Linked DNA regions of Danio rerio: region 1 is linked to region 2. A link is a contact called in public Micro-C data. All regions are on one chromosome and are shown on one strand. Each heading gives the region's core, a stretch centred on a gene start, on an enhancer-like site or on the middle of the called end of the contact. The rest is flanking DNA. Distances are from core to core; before and after follow the strand shown.

What was found. Hi-C and Micro-C count contacts between places; a contact is called where the count stands out from the background.
Region 1: a Micro-C map of caudal fin shows a contact between it and region 2, with 4 times the contacts expected there. The contact joins the enhancer-like site here to the promoter of si:ch211-69l10.2 in region 2. A contact is called at or near these places in 2 of 18 Hi-C or Micro-C datasets (caudal fin and an unstated tissue).

Annotation. Positions count from the first base shown.
Region 1 is chr24:10,818,310-10,822,387 of GRCz12tu, forward strand. It overlaps si:ch211-69l10.2 (a long non-coding RNA gene), which reads left to right. Exons shown (of 3, transcript XR_223045.6): 2 at 2,367-2,598. Among named protein-coding and RNA genes, the nearest start is that of si:ch211-69l10.2, 47 kb to the left of the region's middle. Within about 2 kb of position 2,407, at least 6 of the 62 cell types and tissues checked have an H3K27ac peak or open chromatin away from gene starts, as enhancers often do. A contact at or near this core is called in caudal fin, where this site is marked.
Region 2 is chr24:10,772,301-10,776,519 of GRCz12tu, forward strand. si:ch211-69l10.2 (a long non-coding RNA gene) reads left to right here and starts at 1,449. Exons shown (of 3, transcript XR_223045.6): 1 at 1,449-1,548. myca (MYC proto-oncogene, bHLH transcription factor a) reads left to right here. Exons shown (of 3, transcript NM_131412.1): 3 at 1-146.

The sequences.
Region 1 (4,078 bases), core at 1,157-3,656, 47 kb after region 2:
CTCACGATGAAGAGGAGGTAAAATCTGATGTGTAAGTGAGGAAAAAAAGGAGCAGCTCATTAGACGCTGGATTCGAACCGGGTTCATGATCGATCGTGTCAAAACATATTAACAAGCACTTTACGAGCTACGCCACTTACGCTGCTGTTTGCTGCTCTCTTTAGTTATGTTGTCTCTGGTAATCAATTGATGATGGGCGGGAATCCCCCAACTAGTTCATTCCACTTAGCCTAAATAGACACTACAAAAATTGACACCATTACATCGGACCATTTCTTTTTTTAATTCACTCATTTGATGTTCATGCAATGTTCAGACCCCACTGCGTTAACAGCATCAGCTAAACTCTCAAACTCAATTTTTTTTTCTTTTGTTAATAATTGCGGAGGGCAAACTTGCACTGTTTTTCTCCGGTCTACCTCCGATAGAAGCACCTCCATTCACATTCTGTGAAGTTTCTCTTTTGGCTTGCTTTTGCCTTTGCTTTTTCTTTTAGTTTTGCCAAAGTAGAGTCATTACCATATTTATAAGGGGGAGGAGCCAGGTAGGGGTTTTGCTCTCATGCATGTGCACTCAGTTTCACGTTAATTTGTATGTACAAAGAGAATATTCGATTCAATTCAGCTTTATTTGTATAGCGCTTTTACAATGTGGATTGTGTCAAAGCAGCTTCACATAAATGGTCAAAGTAACTGGAACAGTGTAGTTCAGTTTTTAGTGTTTAAATTCAGTTCAGTTTAGCTCAGTTCAGTGTGATTTAAAATCATTACTGAGAGAGAATATGCGGGGGATTCCACATACACAGAGTTTCATACATCTGAATTTTTGACTGCGTTTGCACATTTACAGCTTTGTGCATAGGCAATGTTTTAGTATTAATTCGATGTCTTCATTCATGAGGCCCTTGGTAAGCGAGAAAAGGAACGGCATCACACCGCCCCATATAGCGTTCATTTTAGGGATGAAATGCAGCCATTTAAACTTTAAAATGTATATAGGACTATGTTTTCAGAATGAGCCTATGTTGATTTTTCTTTACTCTATATACTGTATATTTGTGTGTGTGAGTTTGAGTGTGTACAGTATGTGTGTGTGTATATATACATAAACCACAAACACCTATACATCACCACAGCTTCTTACAGCTGCTGCACAATCTATAGTGATGATCAGATAATCATACTCTATAATCTGATACAGAATTCACAGTCTGCTGCTGCTGCAAAGAAAAAAAAAAACCTCCCCTCAGTACTTCTCTGAGCATCATAGCCCTATTCAGGCAATGCACCTGTTGTGCGACATGCCTGTCCAAGTTTAACGCCACTAATTTATAGGCTGCAGCTGCAAATACTGTATGACTCCCCATCTTTTAAAAGAGCCGTCTTTGCAGTTCTACTTCCAGTAGCTGCACACAGCTGAGCAGCTCACCTAGAATCGGAACTAGGACAAATCACTTTCTGTTGAGCTGTTAAAACGAAGTTGTTCACACACCATGATTACATTTACACCTCACAGGTCTAGTTTACAGATTTCCACCTTAATTATGTTGGTTTTGAAAATGGTGCTGTCTGTCAAAACATGTGACTAAGCCGTAATCTACACTGCGTAACAGACACTTAAACATGTTCTCTCTGAAGTTCAACAATGGCAGCGTGTGTTAACCTGTTTTGAAATTCCAAGGTGAGGATGACATTCTGACTCACTGAACATTTAATTGGCGTTTAACTCGCTCTTAAAAGCTCTAATGGTAAATTACATGCTGTTTCCCAAGAGTATATTCTCCTTTTTCTTGCCATTAGTAAGCTGGAGTTTAGTGAGTCAGTGCGTCTCCTTGGCCTCGTTCACATGCTTTTCTTGACATCTAAAATGAGTTAAATATATGATAATGTGGTGCTAATGCATTTCGAGAGCATCAGCGAGTCCCGACAAACCTGTTCAAGATTTAGCGCAGTCGAATCAAGGAAATGCTTGAGGTCACTGAGTTCTTACAGGAAAACAGATCAAAGATTAAATAAAAGCTCACTTTAGCTTTTCCTCGGTAAATCTTGAGTGAATTGCTGCATAATTTAGCCGATAACTGTTGAAGATAGGTTAAAAGGCTAGCAGGAAGACACAAAAAGCATGTAAGTGTGTGGAAATAAAAATAGCTGAACCAGCTGTTGGGTAATTTTAGAAGCAAATTCTCTCTAATTTGCATCGTAAAAGGTATACGCTTCTTTCACCTAAGCGAGAGATGCTATTAGAGGTCCCTCCCCCCTAATGCATAGTAGAAACCTAATTAGTGGACATGCTCAGTTTTTATTATGGCTTAGTCATGCCCATTCATCCCTATAAACTGATGACTTGCCTACTTCATTTCCTCACAGACCTTCAGAACAGCTGCCGGCCTGCCTGTCGTTCTCTTGCTGGAAGCCTGAAACCAGAGCTAGGGGTGAATGCCAAACTTTTCAGGAAAAGACCTCCACATTCTGGCCCCCCGTGAGCTGACAGCTCTTTGCCATCAAAGTCAACAATACTGCTTTGCTGCAAGGAGATGAAGATCGGCTGTTGACTGCGGACAGCTGGGTTTCACACAATGGCATAAAGATGCGGAAAAGGGTAAGGAATGCTGTGGTATTTGGAGTCGGACAGAAACCGGTATATAGGCAGCATATTTGTATATGTATTATAAACTTCAGCTTATACTGGCGTTTTTGCATTATTTGTAATTGTTTATTAGTAATTTTAGCCCATAATAACCTATTTCTCCTTATTGGAAAGTTATGAGGCATATAATACAGACCGAATGGACCACATATAACACGTTTCGGCAGTTGTTTTTGAAATGCAGCCCCTCTTTGTGAAAGATCTGTAATGTTATTAGGGATGTAACAATTCAACTGACTTTCGATTCGATAGGATTCACGATACTAATCTCACGATTTATTCACAATCATTTTTAACACAATTATTTTTAAATAAAATGTTTTAAAACTCATTTAAGATGAAAAGCCCTCGATTTTTTTTCTTAACTGCTGCACATTTTTTGTTAAATAATATTTTCTGCCACAACCAAATTGCTGTTTTATAAACAAATGAATTCCAGAATAGAATAATACAGACTGAAGTAGACTTATTGATATAAACAAACTAAAACTGTGACTGTGCTGGGATTTTACATTTTATAAAAAGAAATATCTGCATATCTATGTTTTCTGGCATAAACTGAGCCCAGCTAGCAAAATTCATGTGGCTCAAATCCGACAATTACATCCGGCTCACATACCGTATAGAATGATGGCACTTGGGCGGTCCGCTTCTGTTTGCCAGATCTGGGCCACAATTAAGCCATAGCAATATCACATATTAGCCAGAATTCAACCAAATGAACCAGAACTGACCCTATTCTGGGCCAGAGTTTGTTTTTATTTTGGCCCAGATCCGGCCCACACCAGATACTTACATTCGGACACCACACAGAATGGAACGCTTCTGTTTGCCAGATCTGGGCTACAAATGAGCTACTACTACCCATATCTGGGCAGCACTGTAGTGCAGTTGGTAGCACAATCGCCTCGGCCGGATCACTTGGGATTTATGTGTGGAGTTTGCATGTTCTCCCTGTGTTTGCGTGGGTTTCTTTTGGGTGCTCCGGTTTCCCCTCACAGTCCAAAGACATGCGTGAATGCAAAGGTGTATGGGTTGTATGTTGTATGTGTCCCAGTGTCGGGTTGTGGCTTCAAGGGCATCCGCTGCATTAAACATGTGCTGGATAAGTTTGCGGTTCATTCCGCTGTGGCGTTCCATAATAAATAAAGGATCTAAGCCGAAAAGAAAATGAATCAATGAACATATGTCACATTGGGCATTTATTTCACAAAAAAAAAAAAAATATATATATGTATATATATATATAAAAAAATAAATATATATATATTATTTGCTATGTAATTTATTTCTGTTTATTTGCTTTTCCATAACATATTTCAGAGCTACGTAACTGTGACCATTTTACAACTCTTCATCAAAATTCTACCTTTTTTGGTACATGGTTGTTAATTTTTTTTTTTTCCACAACTTGAGAAATGGGTGAATTAAA
Region 2 (4,219 bases), core at 199-2,698:
GATTAAAATGTTTTTGTAAGTTTTTGTATATAACGAATTAATATTTCCTAAGAAAAATATTTTTGAACCTGTATTAGCTATGTGTTCTCATAAACCATATTCGTTTTCAATGTTTTCACTCAATCATAAAGGAATTTCTTTCTGAACTTGACTCTCTTGGTCTCATTATACACACAGATTAGACACTATTGAAATGTTTGTAGAGTGTTTATTCAGAAAAAATAGCTAAGTAATGTATAATACTGCATTTTGTTTACAACGAAAAGATGCCTGTCCAAAATGTTATGTGGGATTGCTGCATGAAATACACAGACAATACTTAAAAGCATGATTAAAGAATATAAATACTTGCATCCCTGCATCAAGATGAACTTGACCCCCCTCTGATTTGGCATTCAGAAGTCAAAAATGAAAGCTATTGAAATGTATGTTGTGGACCGTTTTGCCTGCAGGAGAAGTCCCTTTCAGGTGATTTAACGAAGCTGAGTCATTAAGATCTCTCAATCATGTCTAGAAGCAAGGCTCAGAGCATCTGCTATGGATGTGGCAAAGCTCTGTTAATGCAGTCTGAGCTGCAAACCACTCAGAAATCAGTGCAGCAGCTATGGAGACATAATTAAACAGTGTGAGAATTATAGCCTTGATTTCTTTAAACACATTTTAAAACTATATGTTGTGGTTCAGCTTAAGCAAGCTTTTCAGATCTTCTATTTATTTAATATATAAATTAATAAGCAGTACAAGCGTTAAATGTTTATTACATGTACGCAAGCTATTTCAGTTCCTGATTGACAAATTTAGCCTTCTGCAAAAAGTAATATATTACAATCTGTTGTCACTTAAAAAATAAATAAAAACTAAATAAAATAAATAAAATATTTTATTTAACTAAAATAAATAAAACTTAACTAAATATTTTAATGACTTTTTAAGGCCTAATGTGAATATAAATGTGCTATGTTGTTTTATGGTAATATTTTTTTTCTTTTTTTTAAAGAGATAAGGTTGACCTAAAATTGTAATATATTACTTTTTTTCCCCAACACTGGCAAAATGTAAACACAAGAAATAACCACTGCTACTGTGCTTACTACTAAAGCTAACCACAACCATTATTTTAATGAAGTGGTCAGACGCCACCATCTATATTGTCCCATAATTCTCACCATGTGTGGACACATGGTGATTGAAATGATTATAGTGTTTTCATATCCATAAAAATATAAATATCATGTATCAATATGAGAAGCTAATCAATGAGCATGATTGTCGCAGCAAGGCTCCTGCTTTGTCCCTTCTTTAAACGCTCAGTGTTTGTCTCCTGCATGACGATACTTCCACACTGACTACACAAAGCTGTGATTTTTCCCCGACTCCGCTGTATTGGGTCTGCGTGACGTCATCGACTGTATGACTGTACGCAGCGCGTGCCGCGGAGCGCGTGCTCTGAGCACATGGAAGAGGGCTCGAGACGAAGTATCCAAAGAATAACTCCACACCTGAAAGGGAATATCTGCAGAAACCGAATCAATTCTGGAACAAAAGAGGGTAGGTGCTGTATTCTTTTCCAATACTGTGCGTTATAATTTTGTTTTAGAGCCTCACGTGTTCATGCTGCACAAACTGATGCTTTGACAATAGACATATGTGCTTGTTATTATATGTATTCAGACGTTAGCCGTTTCATAATGTTTATTCACATTATTTCCAGTTTTCATAATGTTTTATGTATCTATTATTACTGCCTATCTAAGATTTGATTGTGTCATTGTAACACTTATAGACTATTATCTTTTATGTTCTTTGTTTTATGCTGTTATGTGTACCAAACCAATATAAGAGAATGTATGAACACCTCAGATCACACATATACTTAATAATGTTTAATATATGACAAAAAAAGCAAAATCAAACGGTTCTTAAGTAAGCATTTGCAATGTGTTTGCTTTGATTGAGCTCCTTTTGTCTATCAGATAAGTATTGCAGCCACATTGCACCACAACATCTTCACTGTTTTAAATAAAATTGTATATATATATATATATATATATATATATATATATATATATATATATATATATATATATATATAAATGATTGCTCCTGCATTAAAATATTGTTTTTGTGTCTCAGTAAGCTGCAACATATAACGGCTATTAAGTATATTAGGTGTTCTAATAAATGTTTAAAAGTATTCTGCATTAATACGTTCATATTCCATATTAATTAAGCATGATTCCTCACCAACAAGGTTATAATCGACCATACAGCATGCATTTATTGTTTCCATGCACGGAATATCCATTGCGTTCTCTTGTTTTTGATTTGATTTTAAACATGTGTGCTTTAAATGTTCATATGGACTTAAAAATACAATCATTTTTTATTTTCTGTATATTGTCAGCTGACATATGTATGCAGAAACCTTGCAAAAGTGTACAGGTGTGGTGCACAGATTTTGATGTACAGCTTCACGTTTTAGTCTGTAACAGTAAACGCCTAGTATGAAAACAGCAAGCAAGAGAAACACAATTAATTACTTTATGCTCTTAAAAATACATCACAGCAAATGTTAGCAGTGACTTGTAAGCAGAAAAGAAACTGGTTTCTCTGGCTCATCCTTCTCTAGGGTCACATGATTCCCTTTGGCAATGGCAGAATACGTCTGACTGAGGGAGGTAGACCACACACTAATACACAGTCGAGGTCTGTCCTGGCCTTGGGGTTAGTCTGAAACACAGACACAAATTGCAGTCTTAAAACCCTGTTTAACAGCATATAATAGGTGTATATAAAAGTAAATACAGGTGGCCTGAAATGATAAAGCTTGTGTTTATTATTTGCAAGCCACAAATTGAATCAATGAGTGATATTAATAAGCAAGCAGTAGATGATACACTTTGTTCTCTTAACAGACCTGCACTTGGCGCATTTAGTATATGTTGGTGCGTTATTTATACCTTCTTGTCTTATTGAACTCGCTTAAGTTTATGTAGCAGATTAAACATGACAAACATCAGTGATTGCACTTTTGCTGTTGCTCAAACTTTGAACAACATCTTAAGTGGATGTATTAAACTTTGGCACTTTGTGCTTTAGGAATGAATGATAAAGTCTCAGCCTTTTTAAGGAAACTTTAATTTTTAAGTGCCTTGTGAGTGTCACTTGATGGACCAATAGAATAGTTAAAAATAAATATATTTATTAAATTTGATTCATTCATTCATTCATTCATTTTCTTGTCGGCTCATTCCCCCTATCAATCCGGAGTCGCCCCAGTGGAATGAACCGCCTATTAAATTTATTTATTTAATAAAATCAAAATTGACTCACCTTCAAGTTGTTCCAAACCTTTATGTGTTTCTTTCTTTTGATAAACACAAAAGAAGTTATTATAAAGAAAGCTGAAAAACTTTAATATTCGACTTCCATAGTTAAACAAAAAAAGTATTATGGAATGCCCAGCAAACAACTTTGTGTTTATTAATTTGGCGTCTAATAGACAGCTAAACCTAGACAGCTTGGCTGAAACGAAGCTAAACTTTTAGCTTTGTTTTACCCAAGATGACTATGTTTATTAGACATCTATTAAACATCTTTTAAAAACAAAATAGGCTAGCTGGGTGGATACATGTTTTCAGCTTTTTTCAAAATATCTTCTTTCTGTTCATCTGAAAAAAGTCAAACACGTTTGGAACAAGTAATGATGACAGATTCTTCAGTTTTGGTTGAACTATCAAGTAAAACTAACAGGGTTAACAGAAAACCTGGAAAAGTCATGGAATTTTGACGGCATTTTCCAGACCTGGAAAGTTTTGGAAAAACAGAAAAACCCACAAGGTTTTGGAAAAGTCATGGAAATTACATTTACATTTAATCATTTGGCAGACATTTTGTTCAAAGTGACTTAAGCTGAGTCACACCTTGCAAAATTCTGCGAAAAGAGACGGGGTTAAACAATATGTTTATTCATTAATAAAAGTGAGCGATTGCTCCATATTTAAAATTACTTGTTTTAAATAATCTTTTTTGGTCTCACGCAATCACCTGATGTGATTTTGCTGGTAAGAATTCACCAAGCTTGAACTTTCGAAGTGCAGTGAAATGCGAAAGACGTGCTTGCGTTTCTGTTCTGCATTCGCATGCCTATAAATGGAAGTCTATGGAGCGAAAAGTGCAGTGTGATCACGGCTTTATAATAGAAGTCGTTTTTACCAAC